Linked DNA regions of Mus musculus: all the other regions are linked to region 3. The links are chromatin contacts, called in public Hi-C and HiChIP or PLAC-seq maps. All regions are on one chromosome and are shown on one strand. Each heading gives the region's core, a stretch centred on a gene start, on an enhancer-like site or on the middle of the called end of the contact. The rest is flanking DNA. Distances are from core to core; before and after follow the strand shown. Region 1 holds the start of Ddx54 (DEAD box helicase 54). Region 2 holds the start of Plbd2 (phospholipase B domain containing 2). Region 3 holds the start of Rnft2 (ring finger protein, transmembrane 2).

What was found. A called contact is a pair of places that touch in the nucleus more often than the background predicts. HiChIP or PLAC-seq counts read pairs in DNA pulled down with a chosen protein or histone mark.
Region 1: a contact with region 3 is called in a Hi-C map of myocytes, with 3 times the contacts expected there. The contact joins the promoter of Ddx54 here to the promoter of Rnft2 in region 3. A contact is called at or near these places in 2 of 39 promoter capture datasets (hippocampal neurons and liver), 2 of 484 Hi-C or Micro-C datasets (muscle stem cells and myocytes) and 1 of 115 datasets of contacts at active chromatin or transcription factors (large pre-B cells).
Region 2: an H3K4me3 HiChIP or PLAC-seq map of embryonic forebrain shows a contact between it and region 3, with 4 times the contacts expected there. The contact joins the promoter of Plbd2 here to the promoter of Rnft2 in region 3. A contact is called at or near these places in 5 of 39 promoter capture datasets (cranial neural crest, hippocampal neurons, liver and 1 more), 2 of 115 datasets of contacts at active chromatin or transcription factors (VIP interneurons and embryonic forebrain) and 3 of 9 other capture datasets (adipose tissue, liver and pancreatic islet).

What each region holds. Positions count from the first base shown.
Region 1 is chr5:120,611,401-120,614,619 of GRCm38.p6, forward strand. It overlaps Ddx54 (DEAD box helicase 54), which reads left to right and starts at 1,730. Exons shown (of 20, transcript NM_028041.2): 1 at 1,730-1,906. The coding sequence starts at 1,736. It overlaps Rita1 (RBPJ interacting and tubulin associated 1), which reads right to left and starts at 1,189. Exons shown (of 3, transcript NM_029096.3): 1 at 874-1,189; 2 at 1-329. The coding sequence starts at 246.
Region 2 is chr5:120,501,981-120,505,095 of GRCm38.p6, forward strand. It overlaps Plbd2 (phospholipase B domain containing 2), which reads right to left and starts at 1,643. Exons shown (of 12, transcript NM_023625.4): 1 at 1,307-1,643. The coding sequence starts at 1,611.
Region 3 is chr5:118,243,678-118,246,733 of GRCm38.p6, forward strand. Rnft2 (ring finger protein, transmembrane 2) reads right to left here and starts at 1,348. Exons shown (of 11, transcript NM_001109902.1): 1 at 1,295-1,348. Spring1 (SREBF pathway regulator in golgi 1) reads left to right here and starts at 1,550. Exons shown (of 5, transcript NM_001081236.1): 1 at 1,550-1,781. The coding sequence starts at 1,671.

The sequences.
Region 1 (3,219 bases), core at 480-2,979, 2.4 Mb after region 3:
TGTGAGGTTTGGGGTGCTGCCCCTGGAAGAGGGGGACTCACAGTCTCTCTTGGCCAGAGAGCCCTTCGGTGGTCCTGGGCCCACTCCTCTGGATCGGTTACAATTCTGCACCCAGGGTGGGTCAAAGTCTGGTTGGGCAGGTCTGGTTCTTGCTGGGCTGCCAAACAGGGTCTCATCCACATAGGATGCCCTGGCCTTGACCCTGTAGCTGGTGGGACTGCGGTGCTGAAGGTGGAGGGCTTTCATTCCGCTGCTGGGCCGGTGCCACCGGGGTCTTCACGTTGCCCAGTGGGTGTGGTGTGCCTGACAGACTCAGCCTCCAGGGCTCCCTGTAATAGGGGTCGGAATGAGCAATCAGCTTTTCCAAGTAAGAGCAGCAGCTTGGAATAACAAGCCCAAGGGCAAAAAGGGCTTTTTCTTGCTGAGGGAAAGCGACTGGTTTTTCTCAAAGGACTACTGTTGTTCAGTGGACACCTTGGAAGTGCTTCACTTTCTTGCCCGTCCCCGACACCCAATTTCAGTAGTCCAAGGTGGCCTGAAACTCACTATATTAAACTTTATTATATAGCCAAGAATGACCTTTAACTCCGGATCCTCCCGCTTCTACTTCCCACGGAGAACTGCACGATCGCCTGGCGTCTGAGGTGCATGGGTCAGGCTAAAGCAGGCACTGTCTTTTTAGTTGTGAAGACGGGAGAAAATGCCGTCAGCAAATATTTAATGAATAAGTAAATACACAATTACACCCTACAGTGTATGCTCAACAAATATAGTACGACTGCGGGCGTGCAGGGGAATGGCACCAACCAGACAAACTAATTAGGGTGGAAGAGGGAAAGGGGCTCCCAAGCTACTGTCGCCCCCCATTCCTACCTTGTGCAAAGCGCTTTGCAAACGTGGTGCGTTCCAGTCCTCGCCAACCAGTCTCATACGAAATGCATTTTCCCCGAGTCCAGCTCAGGCTCCCAACAGCAGAGTAGCAACGCACCGGCCAGCTTACAGAGCTGAAAGCGCAGGCGTCACGGGATCTCCATGCCTGGTGCTTTTTCTCCTGGAGCCTCCGGCCAGAAAGCTCTGTCTCCGCCACATTTAAAGCCTCATAGCACAGAATCAGCAAGGGCGCCACAGCGACACGCGCCCACCCGCATCCCTTGCTGGGCAACCGGTGCGACGCCCCACCCCTGCGCACTGGTACGTCCCTATACCCCGCCCTCGCGCTGATGGTACGTTCCACAGGCCACACCCCCAGCCTCATCTGTACATCCATTAGGCCCCGCCCCTTGGTAGGGTCAACCTTGCGTGGTTGGTACATTCCTCGAGTTTGTCCACACGTTCAGTTGTTATGTCCCTCAGGTCCTGCTCTCTTTACAGTTACCACATCTCTCACAGCTTGGCATTCGCGCAGTTAGTAGGTCCCTTAAGCATCTATCACGGTTCAGTTGACACATTCCGCCCCCACCAGTTGGTATGTCCCTCAGGCCTCGCCTCTGCCCGGCTGGTACACCACTTAGGCCCCGCCCCCGTTCTGTTGGTTCCTCCTTCTGGCTTCGCCCATTGATAAAGCCATGTTGACGCTCCGCCCCTGCGAAGTTGGTTGGTTTCCTCAGGCCCGGCCCCGCCCTACGGGTGAAACCTGGATTCTCGACGCCGCTCTTGCGTCTCACAGGCTCCGCCCCCGCGCAGTCGACGCGTCCCTTAGGCCCCGCCCTCTTCCGGGTCTAAGAGCCCGGCCCGCATGGCTGCTGGCAGACGTGTGGGACCTGGCCCGCCGTCGCGTCCCACCATGGCGCCGTGGAAGAAGAAGAGGCTGCGGAAACGCCGAACTGGGGCTTCCCAAGGCCGCGACAGCGACTCGGATGACGGCGAGTTCGAGATCCAGGCGGAGGATGACGCCCGGGCGAGGAAGGTAAGAGCGCGAGGGGGCTCCCTGTTCGGGCTCTCGGCCTGCGCCCTTCCGCTTGTCCGTCTCACTAATCGCGGTCCCTCATTGGGTCCCTTCGCGTGGGGGACGGGCTCGAGTTTACGCAGCCAATAGAAAGTGCAAGTGCGGAAGGTCCGCCTGAGTTTGGGGCGGTCTTAGATGAGAAAATTAAAGGGAAGGCCGGACCACTCTTCTGAGAAGCCGGTTTTAAACTAAACTAGTATTTACGGACTTATGTCGTGCTCTAGCTATGCCAGGCTCACCAGCAATGTCAGGGAGGACAGCAGGATTGGAACTGGGGATGGTCCGGTTCCAGTTGTATTCATCTTGGGGGATAGGTGTGATCACCAAGTGGGGCACAAAAGCCTATCGTTCATGACGCCCATCGTCTTGTGCATAGCGGGTATATCTGGTTCTCCATTTCTCCTTCCCAGCTCAGTCAATGAGCTGCACTCGTTAAGTGGTCAGTAAATGTGCAGAGACAGCTAGAGGCAATGAGAACGCTGGTGTTCATTGGCAAATACAAGAAGGCTGCTCCCGTGGTTCAGACCAAGGGTTTTGCTGAGGCCCAGTCCGGCACAGGCTGGCTGTAGTAAGACGTAATAAACTTTACAAGTCAAAACCCAGCCTGTGGGCTCTGAATGTAGCTTTGTTGATAGAGCGCTTGCCTGGCGTGTGCAGAGCCCTGGGTTTGAAGGCCATCACCAGGTAAAAGCAGGTATTGTGGCACACACCTGTAATCTTAGCTCCCAGGGTAGGAGTGGTGGCGGCAGGAGGATCAGGAGTCCAAGGCCACCCTGAGCTGGTAAGAGCGCCACCACCAATTCTTAATATTTTGCTGTACAAAAAAACCCAAAGGCTCCTCCAACCCGGGAAACACATGCTTATTAAAGGGCTTGTCGCACACCTGATGTAAATATGAACGGGAGAGCAGCCAAGTTCACACTGTACCATTACCCTCCACCAAAAATAAATAAATAAAGATGAAAAAAAGCAAGCCGGGCAGTGGTGGCACACGCTTTTAATCCCAGCACTCGGGAGGCAGAGGCAGGTGGATTTCTGAGTTCGAGGCCAGCCTGGTCTACAGAGTGAGTTCCAGGATAGCCAGGGCTATACAGAGAAACCCTGTCTCGAAAAACAAACAAACAAATAAACAAACAAAAAACAAAAACTAAAAAAACAAAAAGAAAAAACCCAACATCTTTGTGCGGTGCAATGAAACCAGAATATTACATTGGGTGCAGAGTCTGTTGACTTAGGATCAGTGGGGAAAGCCTTTTTCTTTCTTTTCTTTTCTT
Region 2 (3,115 bases), core at 393-2,892, 2.3 Mb after region 3:
CAGTGGATCGGAGGCTGCAGGAAATTCCCAACACAACCAAGGAAGACCCGTCCCCACTCCCATGAGTCCTGTAAATGGAAGCATTCTCAGTCTGAGTGCCCCCACGCCACCCCACCCCCGTCCTTCCCCCTCCACACACCTCCTGTGCCTCTGCATCCAAGCAGGGGTTCGTCATACCCTCTCAGCTCTGCTAAACAAGCAAATCTGGATTGAGTCAGCAGAGAACAGACCGCCAGATCGAGTCACAGGGGGTGCCCCTGATGCCGGCCAGAGCTGTGGTTCCCTTCATATAGCAGACAAATCAGCAGCCTTCTCTCCCTGGAAGCCTTCCCAGATTGACCCCACCCAGCTGTGATGTCTACAGCAACCAACCATCCAAGGACCACCATCACCGGAGATGACCAAACCTGTGCGAACCCATGCTGCAGGAGACTGTGGCCCCTGAGAATGAGCACATCGAGGTCTGATGGGGACACACAGGTTCTGGATGCTCCCCTTACACAGCCCAAATCTGGGTTTCCAGGCAGATTGCTGGCTCCGGTTTCCCGTGGGATTTGCCCATGTGTCTTCCCTCAGCCTGAATCTTGTTTGGCTCTGGGTCCTTGTGACCACATGCCAAGATAAGAATAGCTCAGCACAAGTCGTTATTCCCGGTGCAGACCCCAGCAAGAACCCACGATCAAGTTCTGGGTTCACAGCAGTGATGTGGGGGACCCAGAGAAGCAAGGGAATTAGTGAGACAACAGATCACAGGGCCAGCCTATGTTCCGAGAGCGATAGGGATCACACTGAGCACCTAACTCAGTGAAGCATCGGGCCATGAATTCGTCCCTGGGATGGGCAGGGACAGCAACATCTAACAAGGATACTGTCCACGCTTGTGAATTTAGGGACCTGCAACTTTCCCTCTGGCTTGGAGCCTGGCTCACTCCAGCCGCCCTGGCTCTGGAGGGAGACAAGGGCCTGGGGCTACTGACAACTGTCATTATCCCTTAGGCTAGGGACAAATGGGCAGCAGAGTAAACATTTAGTACCAGAAGTCCGGAGGCAAAGGCAGGCGAGTTTGTGTGAGTTCCTGGGCAGCCTGGTCTACATACCGAGTTCTAGTCCAGCTCGCCTTAAGTGCGGGGACCCGTGTGGACAGAGGGCAGGTCCCCTGGCCCCTCGGGGAGAACCCCTGTGGTTGGGGATAGGAGTTACTGAGTCAGCCACCAGCCCTGGGCCAGACCTGGCTGTGGACTCCCCAGGGAGGCAGTCCAGGGCCCCTGTCACCCGCCAGGCCGTGGCGGGGATGGCTAACCCTTACCCGGTCTCGCGGATGGCGTTGGTGAGGTTGGCCCAGGCCACCGCGTCGGGGTGGAAGCCATCCTCCAGGCGCAGCTGGCCCGACGCGGCGTCCAGCAGCAGCGAGCGGGTGCGGGAGACCGGCGGGTCCGGATTTTGGCGCTGCCAGCCGGGCCCCAGGGTAGGGAGAGCGCCCGCCGGGCCGCTCAGCAACAGCCCGGTCAGCGAGGCCAGCAAGGCCAGTGTGGTCAGGGAGGTCAGCGCCAGTGCCCGCCGTAGCGCCCGGGCCGCCCAGCCGCCGGAGCTCCCATCCACGGGGGCCGCCATCGCGAGCCGCAGCCGGGCCACGTGACTGCGTCCCGAGGGGCGGGGTGGGGGCGGGGCTTGTGCTTGGGCTTCCGGGATGGGCGTGGTCTGTGTTCCTGGAGAGGCGGGGCCTGCCTTAAAGGACTCGCGCTCTCTGTGGAAAAAAAAAAAAAAACCGCTCAGCATCCTTCCCTCCCAAGGAATTTCTTTCTGGTTTTTGTTTGTTTGCTTTTGCTTTGTTTTTAAATTATCCTTCCTCTTCCTCACCTTTTTTACTTATTCTTCCTCTTCCTCACCTTCTTTTAATTTTTAATATTTTTAGATTTCTTTTATGTGTATGATCTGCATGGTGTGTTTGTGTGTGTGTGTGTGTGTGTGTGTGTGTGTGTGTGTGTGTTTTTGGGAATGTGGATGCAGGTGGAGGCCAGAAAAGAGTGTTACATTCCCTGAGGCTCTGTTGTGAACTGTCTAAATGTGGGTGCTGGAATTCGAACTCAAGTCCTCTGCAAGATCATCGAGCCCCCTTTACTGCTGAGCCATCTCCCAGCCCCGCAACTTCTTTTTCCTATTTGTCCATGAATGAAGTAGTCCCAATATGTTAATCAGGTTAGCCCGAGCTACAGAGTTAATTCCAGGCTAGCCTAGTACACAGTATGAGATCCCGTCTCAAAGTAATTTTTATTTAAAAAGCTGGATGTTGGAGGACCTGTACCTGTGCTTTTGAGGTCTGCAAAATAGTCTGGAATAAAGAGTGAGAATCTGTCTCAAAATGTACACAAAGAGAGGCAGTGATTGGCACTTCAACCAATGCAGGTGTCAGACCTTCAACCAGCAGCCCCAGGCCCCAGAAGCCAAGGGTGTGAACATACAAGCTGTCCTCAACGCAGATCAACATCTTTGGTCAAGTTGCTGGCCAACTTTGCCTCTGGTCAACCAGTGACAAATGCCACGGGTTCACACATACAAAGTGACTCACACCTACGATTCTAGCACTGAGAAGGACTGAGGCAGGAGGATTGCAAGATGTCCAGACAAGCCTGGAGTACAGTGTGAGTGAGACCTGATCCCATACCAAAAAAGAACTCATTCTGTCCCTCTTCCCCTACCCTGATGCATAACCTTTCTAGAATGTTTCACAGAGCAGGAAAGGTGTTTCCTGAGGGACATATTTAAAGACACACCGGTAAGCCCGGCAGTTACTGGACTGAGGCTGGAGGGTCACCATCTTGAGACTTACATAGACTAAATAAGTTCTCATCATTAAAAAAAAAAAAAAGGATATGAATAAGTGAATGAGTGGTTTGCCTGCATGCACGTCTGGGCACCAGGTCTTGTTCTCTTGGAACTGGAGTTACAGATGGTTGTGAGCCACTGTTAGTTGCCGGGAATCGATCCCAGGTCCACTGAAAGAGCAGCCATTGCTCTTAACTGCTGAGCCATCTCTCCAGCCCAGTCCTGTCTTTAAAGAAGAGAAAAGTTTAAGGTCCCTTAAACTTTTTTTTTTTAATGCATGCTTGTAAACCCA
Region 3 (3,056 bases), core at 98-2,597:
TGGAGGCCTCCAGGCTGTGCTGGACGTTATCATTACCCGTTTACAACCTTGATTCTGTGACTTATCTCTGGCCATAAGAACTCCAGGTACCTCTGGACACTTTAAAGTTAAGAGTTCCTGCCTCCGGGCCTTTGTACCTGCTGTTCCTTCCCTGGCATGGTTTTCCAGCTGAGGGTTACAGGCTACCTCCCCACAGCACTTACCAGTCATTGACATGTGGGTTTGTTTACTATGACCCTTGAGAGGTCCTGTGTCTGGGCTGCCCGTCCACCTTGGAGTTGCAGAGATGGAAGGCCAACGTCTCTGTAGAGATTAGATCACCTTGATTTTCCCCAGCGACAGATCCGCACACACCTCGTCCTACCTCCCGCACCAATAGAAAGCCAAGAAAGAAGGGCAAGGCTTGGAGAGAGACTCCATATGGCTACTGCTCCTGCAGAAGATCTAAGTCCAGTTCCCAGCACCCACAAGGGTGGCTCACAACTACCTGTACCTCCAGCTGTAAGTGATCTGACTCCCTCTACTGACCTCGGAGGGCACCTGCACTCCCATGGGCAAACCCACTCTAACATATAATTAAAAAATAAATACATACATAAATAAAATCTTTAAAGAAATAAAGAATATGCTTCCATGAACAGGCTCAGTTTCCCGGCATATTTTCCCTACAGAGAAAGATCCATCTCTTAGCCCAGGCCAACACAAATGGGTGCGGAATTAATTAATTCTGCACAGCCTTCTCGGCTGCAGCTAGCTAGGAAGCCACAGGCTAAGGTGCCTGCCTTTTCTGCAAGATTAAATTAGCTAGGAAAAGACTCCTTGGTATCATCGTCATATTCAGGCAAGCCCTCTATCACCTAGCTACACTCTCAACCAGGCCGTTTTATAAAGAAAGAAACTGTCATCCATCAGGTAACATGTCTCAAGAATTTGCAATCTGGCTTGATACTCCGGGTGGCCCCACTACTCCTTATCCTCGGGGAAACTAAAACACGGTATCCCCAAGTTTCCACCTACAAGCTTTGAGAAAACGTCATAAATTAAATGCCCACGATTCTGTGGCAAACGGGCGGTACAAGTAGGCTCGTATTGACTCCTGGAGCCCACAGGATGCTACAGAATGAATGAATGGACCATCTCCGTCCCACACACCCTGGTCCTCCCTAGGAGGCTGCACGGTCCCCTACAGGACGCTTGGGCGCGAGCGGCGTCCCCAGACCGGACGGCGAAGCGCCTTTGCCGCCAGGCTCGCGGGGTCACAGGGTAGCAGCGGCCGAGCATAGCCTTCATTTACCTGCCAGACACTGCAGCAATCACGGCCTCTGCTAATCCAGCCTAGCCAATCCCTGGCGTGGCCAGGGCGCCACGTGACTTCCGGCCGGCAGTGCCACCGAGAACGCGATCGGCGCTAGGACCCTCGCACAGGGAGGCCTGCCTCTAGTCCGAGAAGGTCCGCCCCTGCCGTCACATTCAGCCAATGGAGAGCCGAGGCTCCGGCAGAACCAATGGCGAGGAGGCATGGAGGGGCCTGGCGTTGGCGTCACTAGGTGGGGCGGGGCGTGCGGCGGATCACGTGGCCGGCGCGTTGGCTGCGGGAAGGTAAAGCAGTGCTGGAAGCGGATTGCAGGGGTCATGCCGTGGGGTCGTCTCTGCGCCTGCGCCCTACCGGGATGCTGAACCTGGCGGCGCTGCTGTGGCGCCGGCTCCTGCGCAAGCGCTGGGTGCTCGCCCTGGTTTTCGGCCTCTCGCTAGTTTACTTCCTCAGCAGCACCTTCAAGCAGGTAAGCGACTTCTCTCAGGACCTCCGTCCTTCCGATCCTGCTTCCTCCCTCAAATACTATGTCCTTCTCCCCATCGTTCTTCTAATCCTCCTCCTGAGCACTCCTCCCTCTGATCTAAAATCCTCCTTCAGCCCTTCTCCCTCCGTTGCGTTGTCCTCTGCCCTTCTCCTTTCCCCTCCCTAGCTCCCTCCGTCCTCCACTCCTCCTCCTCCCTCGAATTCTCTGCCTCCCCATCCTCTGTTCTCCTCTGCCCTCCAACTTCTTACCTCTCACCCTCTGTTCTTTTCCAACCCCTCCTCCTCGATCCTCACAGTTCCTCCCTCCCTTGATCCTCTGTCCTCTGATGCTCCTCTCTCCTGTCCTCCACCTTGTAGTCCTCCTGATATGCAGCCATTCAGTCCTCCCTCTGAGCCTCTGAGCCTCTTCCTTTCAGTCCCTGGATCATCCATTGGTCCTCCCTTCAGCTCTCTAGTCCTCAACCCTCTAGTCCTCCTCCCTCCGATTGTGTGATCCTCCTCCTGTCCTCCTGTGAATCGAAGGCCGCTAAGGGAGGCGTCCCACTGCAGGTCTTTGTACCGCCCCTCTTCCGTGCGGGATCTGGCTGGTAGGCCAGGCAGAATGGGGTCCTCAGACCTGTGCACCCTCCTCTGTCGCGTTCCCTGCTCCGCACAGCCCCAGGCTTCTTGATGGGCAGGAGGTAGAGATGGCTAGACCAGGAAGTGGCCAAGGGCTCTCTGTGCCTGTTCACCTGGGTGACCCAACAGGCTCCCTTTTGGGGCACAACTTGGTTGGGTAGATTTTTATTTTTTATTTTTTTATTTTTAATTTCTCAACCTCCCTTTCCCGTTTTTGTCCTGGTAGAGAGTTCCTAGAGACCTGGCATCCCACTGTAGTAGGAACCAGTTCCCAGCATTTGCCTAGAAACCACACTTGACTGAGTTGCATTTTGTAGGTCACCTGCCCCTCCGCCTTTCCTGCTCCTGTGCACCCTTTGATCCTGTTTTGCTGTTCTTACGAATATAGTTCTCTGGTTTTCTGTATCACAGTCCGTCTTTTGAATGGTTGCGCTTTTGCACAGTCACTCCTGGGGGGGGGGGGGGGCGTGTCTTACTCTCTTGCCCAGATTTGACCTTGTAATCCTGTCTGGCTTTTCCACATTCTGATAATTGTCTCCATTGGCTTTTCCACATTCTGATAATTGTCTCCATTGCACCCACCTGGAACAGAACTCTTGCCTTTCTTCTGCCAGATTTATACCTCTCCAGTCCTCAGCAT